Regions from separate parts of the Ovis aries genome. Here region 2 is linked to region 1. Evidence: chromatin contacts called from public Hi-C data. All regions are on one chromosome and are shown on one strand. Each heading gives the region's core, a stretch centred on a gene start, on an enhancer-like site or on the middle of the called end of the contact. The rest is flanking DNA. Distances are from core to core; before and after follow the strand shown.

Region 1 (5,499 bases), core at 2,333-4,832:
GTGGGTGGAGACAACCGAATGTCAATATATTCTGCCAAGATGAATAAAATCCCTTTGCTTAGATCTGGAATGTGCTGCAGAAGGGTAAGTTGGAGACCAAGTTTTCTCTGGCAGTGTTGGGTTGTTTTAGTCCCTCAGTTGTGTCCATCTCTTTGGGACCCCACGAACTGTAGCCCGCCAGGCTCTTCTGTCCATGAAATTCTCCAGGCAAGAATACTGAAGTGGGTAGTCATTCCCTTCTCCAGGACATCTTCCCAACCCAGGGATCGAACCAGAGTCTCCTGAATTACAGGCAGATTTTTTGTTTTTTACTGTCTGAGCCACCAGGGAAGCCTTCTCTTGCAGAAGGACAGCAAATTTGGGCCCACAAGCCAAATCTGTCCCACCTCACCCCCACTCCCCACCCCTGCCCGTTCTTAAAAGTTATATCACATCACAGCCATGCTCATTCATCTGCAAATCCTCTTTGGCTGTTTTCATGCCAGAACCACAAAACTGAATCACTGTAACAGAAAATGTATGGCCCATGAAGCCTAAAATATTTACAATCTGGCCCCTTACAGAAAAAAACAAAAACAAAAAAACGAGAGAGAGAGAGGTTGTCAACCTCTGCTCTATTGAATACCTTCTGTTCCTCTATTGCAAATATCAATAAATCTGAAGCTGAATGGTGGAAATTAAACTTGTTAGCTCTCGAGTCAGTTGATGTTCACAAGGCCCAGTGGTTGAAATTGAGACTCAAATGAATCTGAAGTTTAGAAATAAGAAGGACTCTCTCCAGGTTACATCTGGCTTGTTACTGTGTAGTCCTGAAGCAAACTGTAGGTTAAAATAAGGCTTTAAAATTATTGTGGGGGTTTTCTTCTGTCTACCATTCCCCCCCAACAAAATCCTACAGCCCAAAGCAACTAGTAATTAAGTGAATATTTTCCAACTGTAAATATATAAAATTTTTTTCATGTTACCTATTGATTTTCTATGACATGAATGATTATTGAGCTCCTACATCACCTTATGTTGCTTCTAAAAAAATACACATTCATCTCCCCCATCCACCCAATATAATTATATCAAAAATTGTATTAAAACATTTTTATTTAGATCAATAGTTGATATTTCCTATATTACAATTACATAAACATTGTTTACTACAGAAAAAAAAATATTGTGGGGGTTTGCAGATGGAGAAAGCAAGATGGAGTAGAAGCAGCAGTAACCTGAATGTTGGCAGCTGTATTCCAGCCCCAATTAGGAGTGTGATTGGGGCCATGGCTGCCCTTCCAGGAGCCGTTACTTTATTTGCGAAAAAAGGGGCTCATCATCCACCATCTTTGAACCACTCCTGGGAGGGAACTTGCCAACACAGATATGGAAATTTTGGCCGTGTCATCTCTAAGATACTTTTCCAGCTTTCCAGCTTAATGTAAAGTGAGACTTGACATTGTGAGACCGTGGCCTTGGGGACGGTTATGTGAGAAGCAGTGAATTTACATGCATGGGATGCTTCCAGTTCTACCGTGTCTTAATGACATTCACCACGGTCATAATTCATCAAGCTTACCTCTTTCCAAATAGACACCATGCTAGGGTAAGTCCAGTCCATCTGTAGAGAGAGACAGTAGCTCCTGGACAGCTTCGGAGAGGCCCTCCACCTTGAATTATGTGGCAGCAGTCACATAATTGGCCCTCTGAATTATGCCTTCTAGACGGGCATCAGCATGAGTTTACCTGCCCAAAACTAGCACCGGCAGACACGGTTAAGGATGGCTTTATCCCTAGAGCAATTAGTCCATGTTGTAAAGGGATCCTAAGGATGCTGCCAGCTATCTTGGGATAATTGGGACCTGACAGCAAATAAATCCTGCAGAATTAGGACTAGTTTTCTTATCCCAAAGCCCCAAAGTGAGGACCACCTTCCAAAGGCTCAGAATCCAAAGTCTGTTATCCCCTTTGTGGATAGCGCCTGTCCTGGACTGCACGCCCTACACTCCTCCCCCGGAGTACCCATGCAGGCCAGAGACCCCAGCTGGCAGCATGGTGCCACATGGACAGCGGTCAAAGAACACCCAGATGCACACTGCAGCTGAGGGCCAGACCTTTCGGGTCAGTGGCTGCTGTGCTCAGTTCTCTCCCTGCCTCCTCAAGTTCAAATGCCAGCCTGATTTCTATCTGGAAGCCTCCCAGCCCAAACATGGAACAAAAGTTCCCTCTGACAAGCCCATTCTGGGTTCCAAAGTATGTTTTTATGTTTGTTGGCAAATGGAAGTGTCACCAACAACAATAACAACACTGTTTCCCCTCCGCTGGAGCTACTTCATTTCTTCACATTTGTTCCAGAGCTGGAGCTGGAGAGATGAATAATGCAGGCTAGGCGGCTGGCCCGAGCCCTGACCTCGTGCCTCCAAAAGCAAACACGGTGGTGAACGTGGAGACTTGTTTGTTTGAACTCTCACTGGCTAACTTAAAATAGGAAAAGAAAGAAAAAAGAAAAAAAACACCTACCACCATCCCATTTCATCAGTGTAGCCACTGAAGTTTTATTGTTTTGCTTTTTCTTTTTCTGTTTTCATTTCTCACTTTTTGAAACAAGGAGCTACAGCCCTCTACTGGTGCAAGAGACGACACCAATTCACCAATCGTCAAGGCTACCCTGCCATCTTGTGGCCATCTTACCAATGTGCAAGTTTAGAGACAACCAACTGCCCAACACCTTAAAACACAGGTTGCTTGAAGGAATCTTCCAAATATTTAGACAGGCTTTCATTGCAGACACCTTGAGAAGACAGATCTGATTATTTGGGGAGGATATAGATTGGGTTTGGAGTCAGAATGTCGTTCTGTATCTCAGCGCCCGTCCACCTCTCGAGGCATCACGCTTGAGCAAATAATTTCATTTTTATGAAGTTGTTTTTTCATCTGTAAAGTAGAGGTCATAATAAATGTTTGATTCTTGAGTTTTGTGAAGCTTAGATAAGACTGCCTATAAAAAGTGACTTGTAAACTTTATACACAAATACACATAAATATGAGCTTCCCAGGTGGCTCAGTGGGTAAAGAACCGACCTGCAATGCAGGAGACACAGGGAAAATCCACTGGAGGAGGGCATGGCAACCGGCTCCAGTATTCTTGCCTGGAGAATCCCATGGACAGAGCAGCCTAGCGGGCTACAGTCCATTGGGGTCACAAAGAGATAGACACAACTGAAGTGACTGTGTAGGCACACATAAATATATGTTAATATCTCTAAAGAAGTAGATTATCTCACTATACTTGGTAAGACTTTTTTCAGAGACTCAAAGCCTGTTTCGCTACCTGACCTTTAGGATAAAGCCTGAGCCTTAGGCTTAAAGGGAGAAGGACTTCACATTGTTCCATGCTTTTCTAAATGCACACCGTCAAATTCCTTAGCTTTCACTTTCCTGATGCAAGTAAAACCAGTTTCTTCAGCCTTTCTTCATAGGGCCAGCAAATCAGTCATGGGGAACAAGGAACATCAGTGAGCTTTTGGAGGTTAAACTCTGCTTACCTGGAGTCACAGAGTGCCCATTAACGCCTGAGCTTGAGTACTTGGCTACCTTGTCTTCTGGAAAAAGCCTGAGCCAGATGCAGCTGCTGAGGAAGCACCCGTAGAGGCCTGAGTGGCACAGGGCTGACGCGGGATGACTCATCAAACACAAGATGGGTTTGGCCGCTGCTTCTGTGCAGCTGTTTAGAGGAAGCCAAGAATTTCTGGTGCCTCGCTCTGGACTTGGTGAACAAACCCAAGTGTTGCAGTCCTCACTTTGTGCTAAAATTTCTGCCCGGCCTGGGTTGGCAGATTAGCCGGCGCTGGGTCTACTGATAAGAATGTCCAAGGCCCTATCCTGAGCTCAGAGGTTTCCCACCCATGGACTGGCCCTTTTCGTCCTCCAGTTACAGTTTATCACACGTCTCATTGATGCAGGAGGCAGGCTTAGGGCACATTTGGCAGCAGGATCAATAGTTTTGCAGAGAGAAAATAGCATGCCAGCCAAAAGGACATCAAATCCTTGGGTGAGTGGTGAGGAGCTGTGACTCAGATTTCCAGGCCATCTGCCCCCCAGGCTGGGCTCCGCTTCCACCTGTTTCCAAGTTTTGTTCATCCAGGCCTGTCCTCAGGAAGCCACCTTCAGATTCCTGAATGTTACCGGTGTGTTAGCAGGTGAGGGGACCAAGGAAGGTCCTGTGGCAGGTGAGGGGGATGGGGAGAAGGTCATGCTCCTGTCCTGCCCAGTGAGGGTCTCCTTCTCAAGGCCGAGCCACACCTCCACAGCCAGAGAGGCCACTCATTCCCCTTCTAGTCCTCACTGGGCTGCCCCAGAATCTCTCACAGAGACCAGCCTGTGGAAGAGCCTTTCTCCACAGTCACCCCTACAGAGGTGATTCTTCCTTCTGCTGCAACTATGAGGGGCAGCAGTCAAGGTCTTTCTGTCTGGAAGCTATAAGAGAGTCAGGTTTTTCTTCAGAGTTTTCCTCACTTTATAAACTATTTATATCAGCCAAATGAGAGTAGGAACCAAAGGTATGGTGGCCAAACGTTCTGAGCTGAAGTTCATATGACTTGACAAAGCAAAGGCGATCGTCAGCGCACTGAGACTGCTGACAACATTATTAGTTTTTGTTGTGTGTTGGTAAAGATGGATTTTGGAAATTCAAGCACGTAGGTTTGAGTGCCAGCAATGTGCAAGAGGCAGCCAGATATCAGAGTGTGGGGGTGTCAGAACGCACTCGGGACTGGGTGCTCTCACATTCACACGCTCAACTGTGATCGGTGGCGTGGAAGCAGGGGCACTATCAGCTTTAAATATGACATATATGGCTACTATATATACACACACACTATATATGTAATGTAATGTGTATTACACGTGTGCTGTGCTCAGTCATGTCCAACTCTGACTCATGTGAGCCCATGGACTGTAGCCCACCAGACCCCTCTGTCCATGGGATTTTCCAGGCAAGAAGACTGGAGCGGGTGGCCATTTCCTACTCCAGGGGATCTTCCCCACCCAGGAATAGAACCCAAGTCTCTTGCACCTCTTGCACTGGCAGGCAGATTCTTTACCAACAGTGCCACCAGGGAAGCCTCTCTACAGATTATGGCTACAGTAAAGATTTTGACTGGCCTTTGTCCCTGTTCACCTCTAAACCCTTGGACTTCCTGGAGTCACAGGAGTCTTATTATTCATGGTGGCCCCTCAGACCACCTCTGAGTTTATGCTAATGAGGTGACAGGTGGTGGATTCCTAGATAGTTTCAGGATAGGGTCTGGCAGAGCTGAAAAGACCCACATGTGATTAGAGTTGGACTTTTGAGCCATGTGATGTCAGCCCCGCCTCTGGGGAGGGGAGTTGGGGCTCAGTCTCTGTGGCCGACCATTCAATGGATCATCCCTGCACAACTAAAACTCAGTAAAAACTCTGGCCACCCAGGCTTCCCTGGGTGGTGGTGACACTGACGTGCCAACACAGTAACAAATC
Region 2 (4,836 bases), core at 351-2,850, 560 kb before region 1:
TGTGGCTTTCCAAATCAAAGAAAAAACTAAATATACAAGACAAAGGAGAGGTCCTCTAGCCTTTTCAGCAAATACGGATTAGTCACTTGGGGAAAAACTGACATTCAAGATAAAAAGTTTTTCTAAATAGACCTGACCTCTATTTCTTTCTGAAGAGTAGAAAATAACAGATAATCTCCCTTTAGTCCTTTCAGAAAGACATTACTGTGGACATAAAGCTCTGTCAGTCTGTTTGCCTTTCAACCACATTTAAGGCTTTTTTCTTAATAATTAGGCAATAAAACCCTAAATGTTTTAGGAAAGCATGAGTTTACCAAAAGCCAAAATAAAAACCCTCTAATTCCCCACACTTTTTTTTTTTTTTTTTTGGTGATAGAAATAGAGAAAAAACGAAATAGAGAAGTCAGAGCTTCTCTTTCCATTTTCTAATAAACTCATATATGATTGGTCTTAAAGTTTTGCAAAACTTTGAGGTGTTCTACAACATAAACACCTTTCGGAAATTTTACCTAGCATCACTATTCCTTTTCAATTATTTAAGGTCAAAGTAATGAAAAAAAGTTAACTAAACATACTTAGTGCACCCTAAAGTGTTACCATAGTATTGAAAAAGATTTCAGACATATCAAATCTCTAATATCTAATGACAAGAATGAATCAGAAGGAAACAGACAACCAATGCATTACTCCATAAAGAAAATGCATTAACTGTCATTTCCAGAATCAAAGACAACCAAGAGAAAGGGTAACCAAGAAGACCAGACTGTTATACAACTTTGTTTCACAACTTGTATCCTAAGTATGATGGAATCACTTACTTAGTAAAGTGAATTTGGTAGTATCTCACCCCTAGTGGTAGGCTATAAAATCAATTCAGTGAATAGTGTCAAACTTAATATATGTGCGCATTAAGAGCAAGGTGATTCACCTGACTTATTTCCTAATCAAAATCTCCTGTTATCAGTTAGCAGCTCACACCTAATCCTAACCAAACAGATTAGCTATCATCTGTATGGAGAAATAAGGAAGGTTTTATTGCCATTTTAAGAGAAGCTGTTTTCTAAAACTAGACGTGAATAACAGAAGGAAGAGGAAGTACTAAGCCCCTAAACTAATTAACGAACTAAGGGGAAGGGGCATGCAGGAAAACAATGATAATTAGTATGTAGCCTTGGTTAACCAAATCCACACATACATTCATTCTGTATATGCACAAACATCAGCAGCATCATAAACCGTCTCAAGTTCTAGCCATTATTCAGTTCGACATCTGCACATGTTTATGCGTCTCTCCAAACAACCTCTTGAACACCCTGCTGGAGCTGTCATTTTTTTCTTCTCCCTATCTGGCAGATGGCAAGTCAACAATCGGCATCAACAGCAGCCGAATATCCCCCCCTCCATTCCACCCCCCTAAACAGACACAATAATAACTTCTTTGTGCTTCCCTACAATGCAGCTGCTTAAACCATTTCGCTACAAGGCTGCTTTGCCTTAATAAAAAAAAAAAAAAAAAAAAAATCCCTTCTGTCAAGTCTAAAAAGCAGCATAATGTTAAGCAAGCTAAAGCCACAGCACAGCTGCAAACGGGCAGACACATTGACAGCTCCTCCCTTAACAAAGCCCTGTGAATTGAAGGGGGTTCATCTGAGGCTCACACAGTAATTAGTATAAAAAAGTCCGACAGCCTCTATTATGCTAAAGGAAAAAAAAACTGGACAGAACTGGGCTGCTGTTTTGCGTCAAGAGTTCTGCTGCAGAGTAGATAAATCATGTTGGGTTTTTTCCTCTCTTTTTAAAGACAGTAATAAGGAGGATGAGAGAAGCTAATTTGAAAACTTGGACACAGTAATTGTACCATATGGTGAGCATTTATCCTTTCTGAAATGCACGCTAACAGTCACTTACATGCACACTGCTTTGTTTTACAGTTGTTATTCTCTCCACCATATTCATAAAATGGATTTGAATATCTGATACTCAAGAGAAGTTGTGTGTAATTAGCAACAGAACTGCCTGGGCTTAATTTATTGGCCTTGCACTCCAATCTAGAAAATGCAAAACAAAATTAAACAATGTGTCCACTTTGTAAAATGTTTTTTAACTGAAAAAAAAAAAAAAAGAATGAATACAGGTTCACAGGAGTGTTGCTGTTAAGGTACAGTATATTTTTGAAAATTCCAAAAGAATAAGCTATGGCTGTTAGAAAGATTTGAACAGACACATTTCAATATAGCAAATCACTAAATGACCTTCCATTAAGATCATGTCATTCAAGTCTGTATTTCATTGATGCAGATATAACTCTTCTCCATATGTATCAGTAAATCTAGACAACAGAATTTCCTTGTATGTGTCCTAAAATTTTCTTCCAGAAAATCTGTCAATTAAATAGCTTAAGTACTGTGTGCCAAGGACTATGAAAGGCACAAGAAGGATATATCCACAAGTTTTCAAAATTAAAGTTTTCTAAATTAAAATTTGAACATAAATTTTTGTTTGTCCACTTTGAAATCTATAAAAACCTACCTACCATTTTTTTTTAAAGTGTTTAATCACATTAGGACATTGCTTATAAATCCAATATATGACAGCAACATTTTTCTGACAAAGAAATATGAGTAGAAAAAAAACATAAATTAGTTTTTCCCTAATTGGAAGTAAATTCATTTTAATAACAGCTGTGTGTCTCGCTAGATAAAAAACGTAAAGTGTTTATCTTCCATGAACTATATTTTAAACACTGAACTATTCAACTAGAACTCATATGAATCACTGAAATTTCCAGTAAAGTGAAATGAAATCACAGGTCTGAATTTCTACCATTTACATGTACCCACAAGTACTGTTCCGATCAGTATTCTGGGGACACAAAAAAATAATATATTTTTAGAAACTTTCAGTTCAACGTAGAACTCAGGAGTCCCTACTAAAGCTTTAAACTGGTGTCTTACATGATAGTAAATAATGTTGATATCAGTGGTAATGATATCCCAACATTATCCTAGAAGACTGTGCTCCCACCAAGGCAGACAGGCCTAATTACATTCAGAAGGACCAGTCCATCCAAAAGTTGCACCAGTAAATTCCTACAATAAATCTCTACCTTGGAAGATATAAACTTAGAAAATAAAATCTTTATCACTAACTACTGATACTGTGGCTTCCCTTTATGCTACTAGCATTGGGCCACAAAACCAATTTACCCTAAAATTAAAATGTTTCATTTTTATATTTTGCTTTATAGTTTTCTAAACATTCCCAAATATTAAAGATTGGCCTGACTTCAAAAAAATGTGCTACAGTATTTCATCATCAATTTTCCTTAGCTAACTCTACCAACAACTTCTAATCTATCTGAAACCATTTTTGCACTATGCAATGCTAATGCAAAAAATCTGATTGTCCAAGGGGTAAATTAAGACTATTTTAAAAGTCTCTTTTAATAAGAAGTATTTGTTGACTAAAAACAATAATTTAAGAAGAATGCTTTGTGTAGTCACAATTTTGAAGACTTTTTACCTAAGGGGGGAATGGATGGCAGTGGGAAGAATAAAATTCAGTCTGAACTAAACTGTCAAGAAAATGTTTAAAAATTAGAATTACAGAACCAAATGATATTACTATGTCCAATAAGCATTTTCATTTTGGTTTACCTAACATATATCTTTTTAAGAGCTCGTGTATGCCACAGAAGTAAAAAGCTGATGTTTTCTTATTAAATGTGAATAACCAAAATCCCTATAACAGGTACCAAATACAATCTGTATTATATAGGATACCCTTAAATACCTGCATGTATTTGGCCAAAGTCAGTGACACACCACTAGGGGTCTGCTGACTCCCTAACAATGATGGCAAAACCACTCCAAGACTTAAAAAGATTCAAGACTAACGTTCATACAGACTTCTTCAGCAGAAACAAAAGCAATGCATCAGTTTACAACAAACTTCTCACGTCTATAATAAAAAGCAAATCAAGCACTGAGAATGCCTACCACAGAATTTCAAATCAAGAGGGCCTAGAAGTTAAAAAGCAATGATTCCTTAATACTTTATTACAATTACGTAGAGAAAGAATTGGAAAAAAAAAAAAAAGAGGGTACTTCTACAGTAGCAGTCAGAAGCAGGCAGGCCTCGGCCAAACACCCCTTGATATTTTGTCTCTACACTGAGCGCTCTTTTAAGGTTCTTTCAGTGGCAAGGAACAAAAACACACTTAAGCTAATACAAGTAAAGGGTTATTTGTTTTAAGAATACAAAAATATCATCCAAGGAAAAGAGCTGTAAAGGCAGAACTTAAGGCAAATTAGATCCGGAAAATGACAAACATCACTCTCCTTTGTCTTGTTCGGGGATTGTGGGTGGTCTGGTTCTGTTTCCATTTCTGGTCTTTCTTCTTTCTTGCTCCCATTTCCCCCAGGACTCCACTGCCTCCCTCTCCAAATGTCTACTACCTTCTCTCTACCCACTAGCTCTTCACCTTGCTTAGAGTTAGACGGTCAGCTCCCTTCTAAGTTACTAGCAATTCTGCTGCTGCTGCTGCTGCTGCTGCTGCTGCTGAGTCGCTTCAGTTGTGTCCGACTCTGTGCGACCCCACAGACGGCAGCTTACTAGGCTCCGCCGTCCCTGGGATTCTCCAGGCAAGAACACTGGAGTGGGTTGCCATTTCCTTCACTAATGTATGAAAGTGAAAAGCGAAAGTGAAGTCGCTCAGTCGTACGGGACTCTTAGCGACCCCATGGACTGCAGCCTACCAGGCTCCTCCGTCCATGGGATTTTCCAGGCAAGAGTGCTGGAGTGGGGTGCCACTGCCTTGTCCGACTAGCAATTCTA

Evidence for each region. Hi-C and Micro-C count contacts between places; a contact is called where the count stands out from the background.
Region 2: a contact with region 1 is called in a Hi-C map of hypothalamus, with 4 times the contacts expected there. The contact joins two enhancer-like sites. A contact is called at or near these places in 2 of 16 Hi-C or Micro-C datasets (hypothalamus and liver).

Annotation. Positions count from the first base shown.
Region 1 is chr12:32,177,879-32,183,377 of ARS-UI_Ramb_v3.0, reverse strand. LOC121820771 (a long non-coding RNA gene) reads right to left here. Exons shown (of 5, transcript XR_006061457.2): 4 at 3,528-5,499; 5 at 1,078-2,916. Among named protein-coding and RNA genes, the nearest start is that of SPMIP3, 60 kb to the right of the region's middle. Within about 2 kb of position 3,582, at least 20 of the 54 cell types and tissues checked have an H3K27ac peak or open chromatin away from gene starts, as enhancers often do. A contact at or near this core is called in hypothalamus, where this site is marked.
Region 2 is chr12:32,738,960-32,743,795 of ARS-UI_Ramb_v3.0, reverse strand. All of the region lies in intron 3 of AKT3 (AKT serine/threonine kinase 3), which reads right to left. Among named protein-coding and RNA genes, the nearest start is that of AKT3, 110 kb to the right of the region's middle. Within about 2 kb of position 1,600, at least 9 of the 54 cell types and tissues checked have an H3K27ac peak or open chromatin away from gene starts, as enhancers often do. A contact at or near this core is called in hypothalamus, where this site is marked.